2 separate regions of the Danio rerio genome follow, and region 2 is linked to region 1. Evidence: chromatin contacts called from public Hi-C data. All regions are on one chromosome and are shown on one strand. The core of a region is the stretch at or near the end of the contact, and the rest is flanking DNA. Distances in the headings are between cores, read along the strand shown. Region 1 overlaps map4k2 (mitogen-activated protein kinase kinase kinase kinase 2). Region 2 overlaps men1 (multiple endocrine neoplasia I).

The links. A called contact is a pair of places that touch in the nucleus more often than the background predicts.
Region 2: a contact with region 1 is called in a Hi-C map of an unstated tissue, with 6 times the contacts expected there. The contact joins two enhancer-like sites. A contact is called at or near these places in 2 of 18 Hi-C or Micro-C datasets (caudal fin and an unstated tissue).

Annotation. Positions count from the first base shown.
Region 1 is chr7:17,638,166-17,642,638 of GRCz12tu, reverse strand. All of the region lies in intron 13 of map4k2 (mitogen-activated protein kinase kinase kinase kinase 2), which reads left to right. Among named protein-coding and RNA genes, the nearest start is that of nitr6b, 21 kb to the right of the region's middle. Within about 2 kb of position 3,043, at least 5 of the 62 cell types and tissues checked have an H3K27ac peak or open chromatin away from gene starts, as enhancers often do.
Region 2 is chr7:17,670,223-17,674,509 of GRCz12tu, reverse strand. All of the region lies in intron 7 of men1 (multiple endocrine neoplasia I), which reads left to right. Among named protein-coding and RNA genes, the nearest start is that of map4k2, 7.5 kb to the right of the region's middle. Within about 2 kb of position 1,534, at least 16 of the 62 cell types and tissues checked have an H3K27ac peak or open chromatin away from gene starts, as enhancers often do.

The DNA of each region.
Region 1 (4,473 bases), core at 1,794-4,293:
AACAAAGCATATATGTTTTTGCGTAAATGAAAAAAGCATAATATTTCCCACAATAACAACAACAACAACAACAACAACAACAACAACAACAACAACAACAACAACAATATTAATAATAATAATAATAATAATAATAAGATAAATAAAAATAATAATAATAGAAATAATAATAATAATAATAATAATAATAATAATAATAATAATAATAATAATAATAATAATAATAATAATAATAATAATAATAATGTGCAATATCCCTAATATTACCCATTATACATAAATAGCCAATCTGTAAAAATATCTGTGTAGGCTCAATATATAAGCTTATTTGGTAATTTATAAGCTAATGAGCTAATTTTTTACACAGTTAAGTAAACAAGAACAAAAAAAAGAACAGAATAAAAGAAAGATAAAACATATTACAGAATTCAAAAATACAAATACATTATAGATCTAACCCCAACCAACAGATTGTACAGCAATCAATATACGATAAGCATAACAAAGTGGCAATATATAAATAAGAGAAAGTCAGGCCTGGATGTTGAGGGAGACATAGACTATACAAATGTAAATATGTAAAAAAAGTATGTAAATTCATCCCATATATTTTGGGAAGTTCATAACTAAGAAAACATGTGGTAAGGTAATTGTTATTTGTATTTAGAAATATTATTTGGATTATACTTATTATTAAATTATTTACTTTATATAATGTAGTTCTATCATATACTATATACTTTGCTATACGTTAAATTGTACTGTACCAGCATCAGCCTTTTTTAACCCATTTAGAATTACCATACAATAAATTGTTAAGCAATGATACATTAGAAATACAAATGATATCACGAATGTATTTCTACCAAATAAAATGTTTGTGAATATTGCAATAGCAACCTAACAGTCAAACACAAACATTTTTTGATGCCCTATTTTTAATGTTATCAGACAACAGTGTTATTATGGGGAGTCTTTAAATGACTCATTTTTAAACACATTTTTTAATCCTTTTAAAAAAGTAGATCTTTTAATAAAAGTAAGTCTTAAAAAACTGTTTTAGAGTCTTATGTTATTTTATATATTATTCATTGTTGTTATAAATTAGCATTGGGTGAGTAATTCACCTCCAAAATAAAAGTTTGTTTTGACATAATAATATGTGCATGTACTGTAGAAATATATACAGTTGTAGTCAGAACTGTTAGCTCCCCCCCCCCCCATCCCCCCTCGTTATTGTTTTCCCAATTTCTGTTTAATGGAGAGCAGATTTGTTCAACACATTTCTAAATATAATTGTTTTAGTAACTCATTTCTAATATCTGATTTATTTTATCTTTGCCATGATGACAGTAAATAATATTTGACTAGATATTTTTTAAGACACTTCTATACAGCTTAAAGTGACATTTAAAGGCTTAACTAGGGTAATTAGGTTAACTAGGCAGGTTATGGTAATTAGGCAAAATATTGTATAATGATGGTTTGTTCTGTAGACTATCGAAACAAAATATAGCCTAAAGGGGGTAATAATTTTGATCTTAAAATAAAAATAAAAAATAAAAACTGATTTTCTTCTATCCAAAATAAAACAAATAAGAGATTTTCCAGAGGAAAAAATATTATCTGACATACTGTGAAAATGTCCTTGCTCTGTTAAACATAATTTGGAAAAAAAAAAAAATAAAAAAAAAATCAAAGGGGGGCTAATAATTCTCACTATAACTGTAAATATACACTTGCATGCACATATTTAAAAAAAATATATACTCATAAGTAGATTTTATATATATATATATATATATATATATATATATATATATATATATATATATATATATATATATATATGTGTGTGTGTGTGTGTGTGTGTGTGTGTGTGTGTGTGTGTGTGTGTGTGTGAATGATAGAAATTAAATATAAATTTAAATATTTTTTAAAAGTTTTGTTTTTGTGTATGCGTGTGTATCACATATACATAATAAATATATGTAATATATACAAAATATCTTAATTCAAAGCAAACTTTTCTTTTGGATGCAATTAATCGTGATTTATCTGTATTATAAATCCTTTTTTTTATAAAAGTGTTATTTACAAATTTTATTTGTTTTTGCTATGAAACAGACAAGGACGCTGATATGGCAATAAACCCAAAATCTCCCTCTCTTCCAAGAGTTCACACTTAGCTGATGATTGATTATAAAGCTTGTTTAGCATGCTGTCCGGGGAGAGAGCCCTGAGCTCATAAGATCCTCGAGCCTGGGGCTCCCTCCTGTGTGCAAGGCGAGAGGGGTGTTTGAGCTTAGGTAAATCTCGCAAACTCCCCTGCTGTAGTAGCTAATGAACAGATAGTGATTGCTGTTAAGAAATAGCTACTTATTAAGAGCATGCCTGTGGTGCTGATTTGTGTTCATCAATTAACTTAAGTTGCATGTTTTTGGACGGTGGGAGGAAACCGGGGAACCCGGGGTAAACCCATGTGAGCACGGGGAGAACATGTAAACTCCACACAGAAATGTTGGCTGGCTTGGTAAGGACTAGAACCGTGACATTCTTGCTGTGAGGCAACAGTGCTAACCCTACCATGCCACTCATTTAGAAAAGGAGGAGGAATAGGGGTGGAAGAGGGGATTCTTCAAAACGAAGATGGCTGTTATATGGAACTATGGGTATTTATAGTGGTTTAGGAATCGTCTTATTGGTGAATCATAAATTGAATAATGTGGGACCAGCCGCAGGCAATCATAATCAAGTGATTCTCTCGAAATTAGTTTATAAATAAACTTTACTTAAAATGTTTAGCTTGTTTATATATGATCACATCACATGTTCATCTTTTAGTTTGTTTTCTGCTGTAAGTCCAGTGTCACTGCGAAGTTCGTGTGTGTGTTTAGATTTTTAGCGTGTGCATGATTACAGTTTAATGTATGTATGTTCAGTACTCAGGCAACAAGGCGGCTATTGAGCATAACGCTAGTGATGTCAAACTCATAGAGCTGGTACTGTTTAGCACACGTCTATGGCATGTCCATCTCCCTCCCCCTCACACACACTCACTGATCCACTGCTTACATTCAAGGCCAAGCAGAGAGCTCTGTGCGTGTGTGTGATCGTGTGGCAAGTTGATGCCACTTTTACTGAGAATCCTTTGTCACACTTCTTGACTGTAAGATTACAGCATTCACAGGCAGAAAAGCAGACTGATGGACAATGAAGCTTCTTTAGGGTGTCTGAGGAAGTGATGTTCAAGTTTTAAAGGTCTCTCACACACACATACATGTGCATTTAAGACAACAAGCTCACTTTTACATAAAGGAAGATAATTAAAGGTATAGTTCACCCAAAAATTTTAATTTTGTTAACCATTTCCTGTCTCTCGTGAGGTTAGTTGAACATAAAAGAAGAAATTTTGAAGAGTAATTGCTAATTGAAATTGCATTCTTCAAAACATCTTTTTTTAGTGTTCTACAGAAGAAAGAAACTCAAATTGGTTTTAAACAAGTGAAGGGTGAGTAAACGATGACAGAGATTTCACTTTTTAACTTTAAGTTATTATCACAGTGTACTCAGCAAGACTGCACTCAATCTATTAAAAGTGTCAGGATAGATGTTTAGAATGTTACAAAAGAGAGGAGAGACAGTGATAGAGCCAATTTAGTGAATGAGAATGATTGGGAGGCCACGATGGGTAATGGCGCTGATGGAGGGAATTTGGTCAGCCCTAATATATATGTATATTTGTCATTTGTCATGTTGGGAGTTTTTGTACTCTCTTTAGTTCGTGTTTTAGAAGGAGTTTTAGCAGTGCAGAGTTTAATAGCTTTGGTTTAGTCCTCACTGTGACCCAGTCAAAGTAATATCACATTGAAAGACATATTGAATGCCCTATTGACTATGGCATTGACTATGGCTATTATTGACATTATATAATCTGCCAAAGCCCGAAATATGCATCAGCATTAGGAATGCTGCCTCTCTGGACTGTTTTAAGAAACTTCTTAAGACTCACCTTTTTAGCGTTGCTTTTAATTTAAGATGATCATTTTGTTTAACGTTTTATTTCTATCTTATGGTTCATATTTTTATTGTTTTATTGCTTCTTTTATTGTTGTGCTGTTTTGCTTGCATTGTGTTTTAGTGTTTTGCCTGAAGCGCTTTGAGTATAAGAAAAGCGCATTACAAATAAAATGTATTATTATTAATATTATTATTAAATATGCTATTCTAATTAGTATTTTAGCAATATTATCATTAGAATTCAGCCTTGGACAAAATTTTTGTTCGTTCATTTTCTTGCCCCTTTATTAATCAGGGGTCGCCACAACAGAATGGACTGCCAACTTATCCAGCATATGTTTTACGTAGTGGATGCTCTTCCAGCCGCAACCCATCTCTGGGAAATCACACTCATTCAAACACATACACTATGGCCAATTTAGTCTACCCAATTCACCTATAGCACCTGTCTTT
Region 2 (4,287 bases), core at 285-2,784, 33 kb before region 1:
TAGGTTATTGTATCGATCATCAGAAAAATGACAGGAACTAGGACACAGCACTAGGTTGGCTATACTGTGGTGTTGTTGTGAAAATGAACTTTAACCGCTTATTTCCTACAGCCGAATCTCCATCTGTTAGTGATCGTTTACTTCATGTCATGGTCCAGTGCCGTTATCTGCCGCGCTCCACTAGCATCTAAAGGGAAAGGCACATTCACATTTTACCGTATCCAGCACTTTATATTTGATGATGTACCGGATCGATGTCGATGCGTAAGCAAAAGATCCGAATCCAATTCAATTTATTTATTCGAGTCTGAGTCGACTATTTTATTAAAGAATCAGTAGTTTTAAGCACTTTCAGATTTAAACCTCAGCTGGATGTTTCCAGGCCATTTAAAAAAAATCCATAATAGGGGCTCTTTAAAATCTTTTGAGTGTTGAAGAATTGGGTATGCCAAGAGTGTATACTTACAAATAGGAGTGAGTGCAGTTTTTATTTCTTAATTTCATTATTTAAGTGAATAGGAAATCTGAAATATCTACCCTGAGGCAATTCTAATTTCTAACGTCAATACATTTCCTTAAAGGCATAGTTTACCCAAAAATGAAAAGTCTTTCGTCATGTTCCAAACCTATTTGTGTTTCTGTTAAACCCAAAGAAGATTTATAAAATAATTTACTTTTTATGTCCTTATTTATTTATTTGTTTTATTAGTTTGTTTATTTATTTAATTACAATTTAATTATATTTATTATTATTATTTTATTATATTTTTTTATGTGGGGGTCAAAATTTCAAATTACATGAACGAGTTATATTATCTTTTTTGATCGATGTAAATTTTATGTCATGTTTTTGCACTAAAAACGTTCAATAAAATTATAAAATAATTAGGAAATTTTTTTAAAAGAATATAAGAATATTAGAAATATTAAAAAACACAAAGAAAATATATTTTGAAGCATGTTACCAATTGATAGTCATTGTTCATAGTATTTTGTTATTAATATGGAAGTCAGTGGTTACGGACATTCTTGAAAAAATATTTTATGTTCAACAGAACAAAGAGATTTATGAAAGTTTGGAACTTTTATGAGCTTTTGGAAAGTAAATAATAAGTAAGTTTTCATTTGTTTTGGGAATTCATCATTTCTTTTATGTTTATTATCTGTTAAAACAGCAGGGGGCAGTGTTGTGATGCATCCATTTAAATTCTGTTGACAAATTTGATCCGTTTGAAACCTCTTATTGCTTGTAATTTCTTTCTAGGTAAAAAATGGCCAAATCAATCTCTGCACTAAGATTCTGTTACGGCTCCATAATAATGAATAAATGACACAACATAATAACTTGTGAAGCCCCTTGATGCTCATACTGAATGGAAAACACATGGTTTGCCAGCATTGTCTGTGTTGCCTCATGCTGCTTGTCTTTAGAAAGCTCATTCCTGTCTCAGCCTTGGCATCAGTCCCTGTTGAGAGAGAGACAATCTGTACTTTCCTCCCTTTAAACACACAGTGCAGTGGACAGAGGGCTAAAAATACTATAGTCTAATGTCCAGAAGGATGTCTGCACAAAGCATGCCTAGAACTACAGCTCACTCCCATCCACTTCCTTTTCCTGCTCTTCCTGTATCCTTTTCCTTCATGACAACATCAGCTATCTCTACCTTCTGTTTCTCTGACGTGCTTTTTTGTTTGTGCCTGTTTAATCCGGGGCTTTCTGGCAGGTTGACAGGTTTTCTGCATCATAACACAGTTATGATTATATAGGTTTTATTGATGATAATATATGTCTATACACACATATACAAACATAAACATGGATGTGTTGATCATAGGAGGCTGCCATTTAACTCTTAAAACCATATACAATTTAATAACATTTTAAAGGTGCTGTATGCAAGTTTGACACTCAGTGGTTGTACTAGGTATTGCAACTCTGGTTCAAAAGACATGCAAGAGCAGGTTGCCAGATTGACAACACCAACAAAGCAGTGGTGTTGCAAGGTGGGGGCTTTGGGGGCTTAAGCCCCTGATGTTTTATCAAAAGCCCCTGATCTTTTAGAATATGTTGCACTTAAATAAAAATAGGAAGTATAACATTTATTTTGTTATCCAAGTGCTTAAAATTAGCACATACATCACCCGCATTCCACTTAATGCAGTGTTTGTGTCGGGTAATTAAATAGTCAGTTGTTTAGCAGTACCTGTTTCTACTGGCAGGTGGGAGTGACACTGTTGTTACATGGTGTGAAAAAAATCCCGCCACTGCACTGTATTCATTCATTCATTATTTTAAGGACTTCTTTGGGGCTAAGCCCCTTATCCCTTTCGACCCTAGCAACGCTCCCGCAACAGACTGATATGTTGTGTTTGAAATAAAAGCAAAGGCTTGCGATAGACAGAATGTTTTGAATTAGGAATGTCAAAATTAATTGTTTCTTCGGTGCACCACGATGCAGATGCGGACAATAAGTTATCGGTTCAGTAATAATCATAACCGGTTATTATGTAGTGACGTCATTTATCTCCTATGCGCTCTGTCGCGAGGGAGGTGAGCGCGAGTATTTATAACACTCAGCCAACTCAGGGCCGGTCCGTGGCCTAGGCACCATAGGCAAATGCTACGGGTGCTGTATATCCAGGGGGGCGCCAGAAAGGAGCGCGGTTCAGTTGGTTTTGTTTTCGATATTCCTGACACACATTCAGTTATAGACGGCAATAACTCAAAAACCTCTTACCCTAAAAAGATCTACATTTACATTTACATTTAGTCATTTAGCAGACGCTTTTATCCAAAGCGACTTACAAATGAGGACAAGGAAGCAATTTACACAACTAAGAGCAACAATGAATAAGTACTAAAGGCAAGTTTCAGGTCTGTAAAGTCTAAGAAGGGAAGTATTAGTAGTTTTTTTTTTTTTTTTTTTTTTTTTTGTACAGTTAGTGTGATATTCAAAGAGGCAATTGCAGATTAGGAAGTGAAGTGGAGACTAAATAGTTGAGTTTTTAGTCGTTTCTTGAAAATAGCGAGTGACTCTGCTGTTCTGATGCAGTTAGGGAGTTCATTCCACCAACTGGGCAGATTGAGCGTGAGCGTTCGCGAAAGTGATTTTTTCCCTCTTTGGGATGGAACCACGAGGCGACATTCATTCACAGAACGCAAGTTTCTGGAGGGCACATAGATCTGCAGAAGTGAGTGCAGATAAGAAGGTGCTAGGCCAGAAGTCACTTTGTAGGCAAACATCAGAGTTTTGAATTTGATGCGAGCAGCAACTGGCAGCCAGTGCAAACGGAATAGAGCGGAGTAACATGTGCTCGTTTAGGTTCATTGAAGACAACCCGTGCTGCTGCATTCTGGAGCAGTTGAAGAGGCTTGATAGAGTTCGCTGGAAGCCCAGCTAGTAGAGAGTTGCAGTAATCCAGTTTGGAGAGAACAAGAGCTTGAACAAGGAGTTGAGCTGCATGTTCAGATAAGAAGGGTCGGATCTTTCTGATGTTATAGAGTGCAAATCTGCACGATCGAGCAGTTCTAGAAATGTGGTCAGAGAAGTTTAGTTGGTCATCAATCGTTACTCCAAGGCTTTTCACCATTTTGGATGCAGTAATGGTTGCCCCGTCCATCTGGATTGAAAAGTTATGGTGTAGAGTCGGGTTGGCAGAAACTACAAGCATTTCCGTTTTTGCGAGGTTCAGCTGAAGATGATGATCTTTCATCCAGTGTGAAATATCCAACAGGCAGGCTGAGATACGAGCTGGAACCGAGGGATCATCAGGATGAAAAGAGAGGTATAGCTGGGTATCATCAGCATAGCAGTGGTAGGAGAATCCATGTCTCTGGATGACTGGTCCTAGAGATGATGTGTAGATGGAGAAGAGAAGTGGCCCAAGAACAGAGCCTTGAGGTACCCCAGTGTTTAGATGCTGTAGGTTGGACACTTCTCCCCTCCAAGACACCCTGAATGACCTGTCAGAGAGGTAAGATCCGAACCATTGTATAACAGTGCCCGCAACGCCCAGTGACTCAAGCGTAGATAGCAGGATCTGGTGGTTGACAGTGTCAAAAGCAGCTGACAAGTGCAGCAAAATGAGGACTGATGATTTAGAGTCTGCTTTAGCCAGTCTGAGATCCTCCACGACCGAGAGCAGGGCAGTCTCAGTTGAGTGGCCTTTCTTAAAGCCGGATTGCTTGTTGTCCATGAGATTGTTTTGAGTAAGAAAGTCCAGGACTTTCTAAAGTGTGTTTCCTACAAAAAGACAAAGCTGGTTATGTTTCACAGCTGTCTTTCT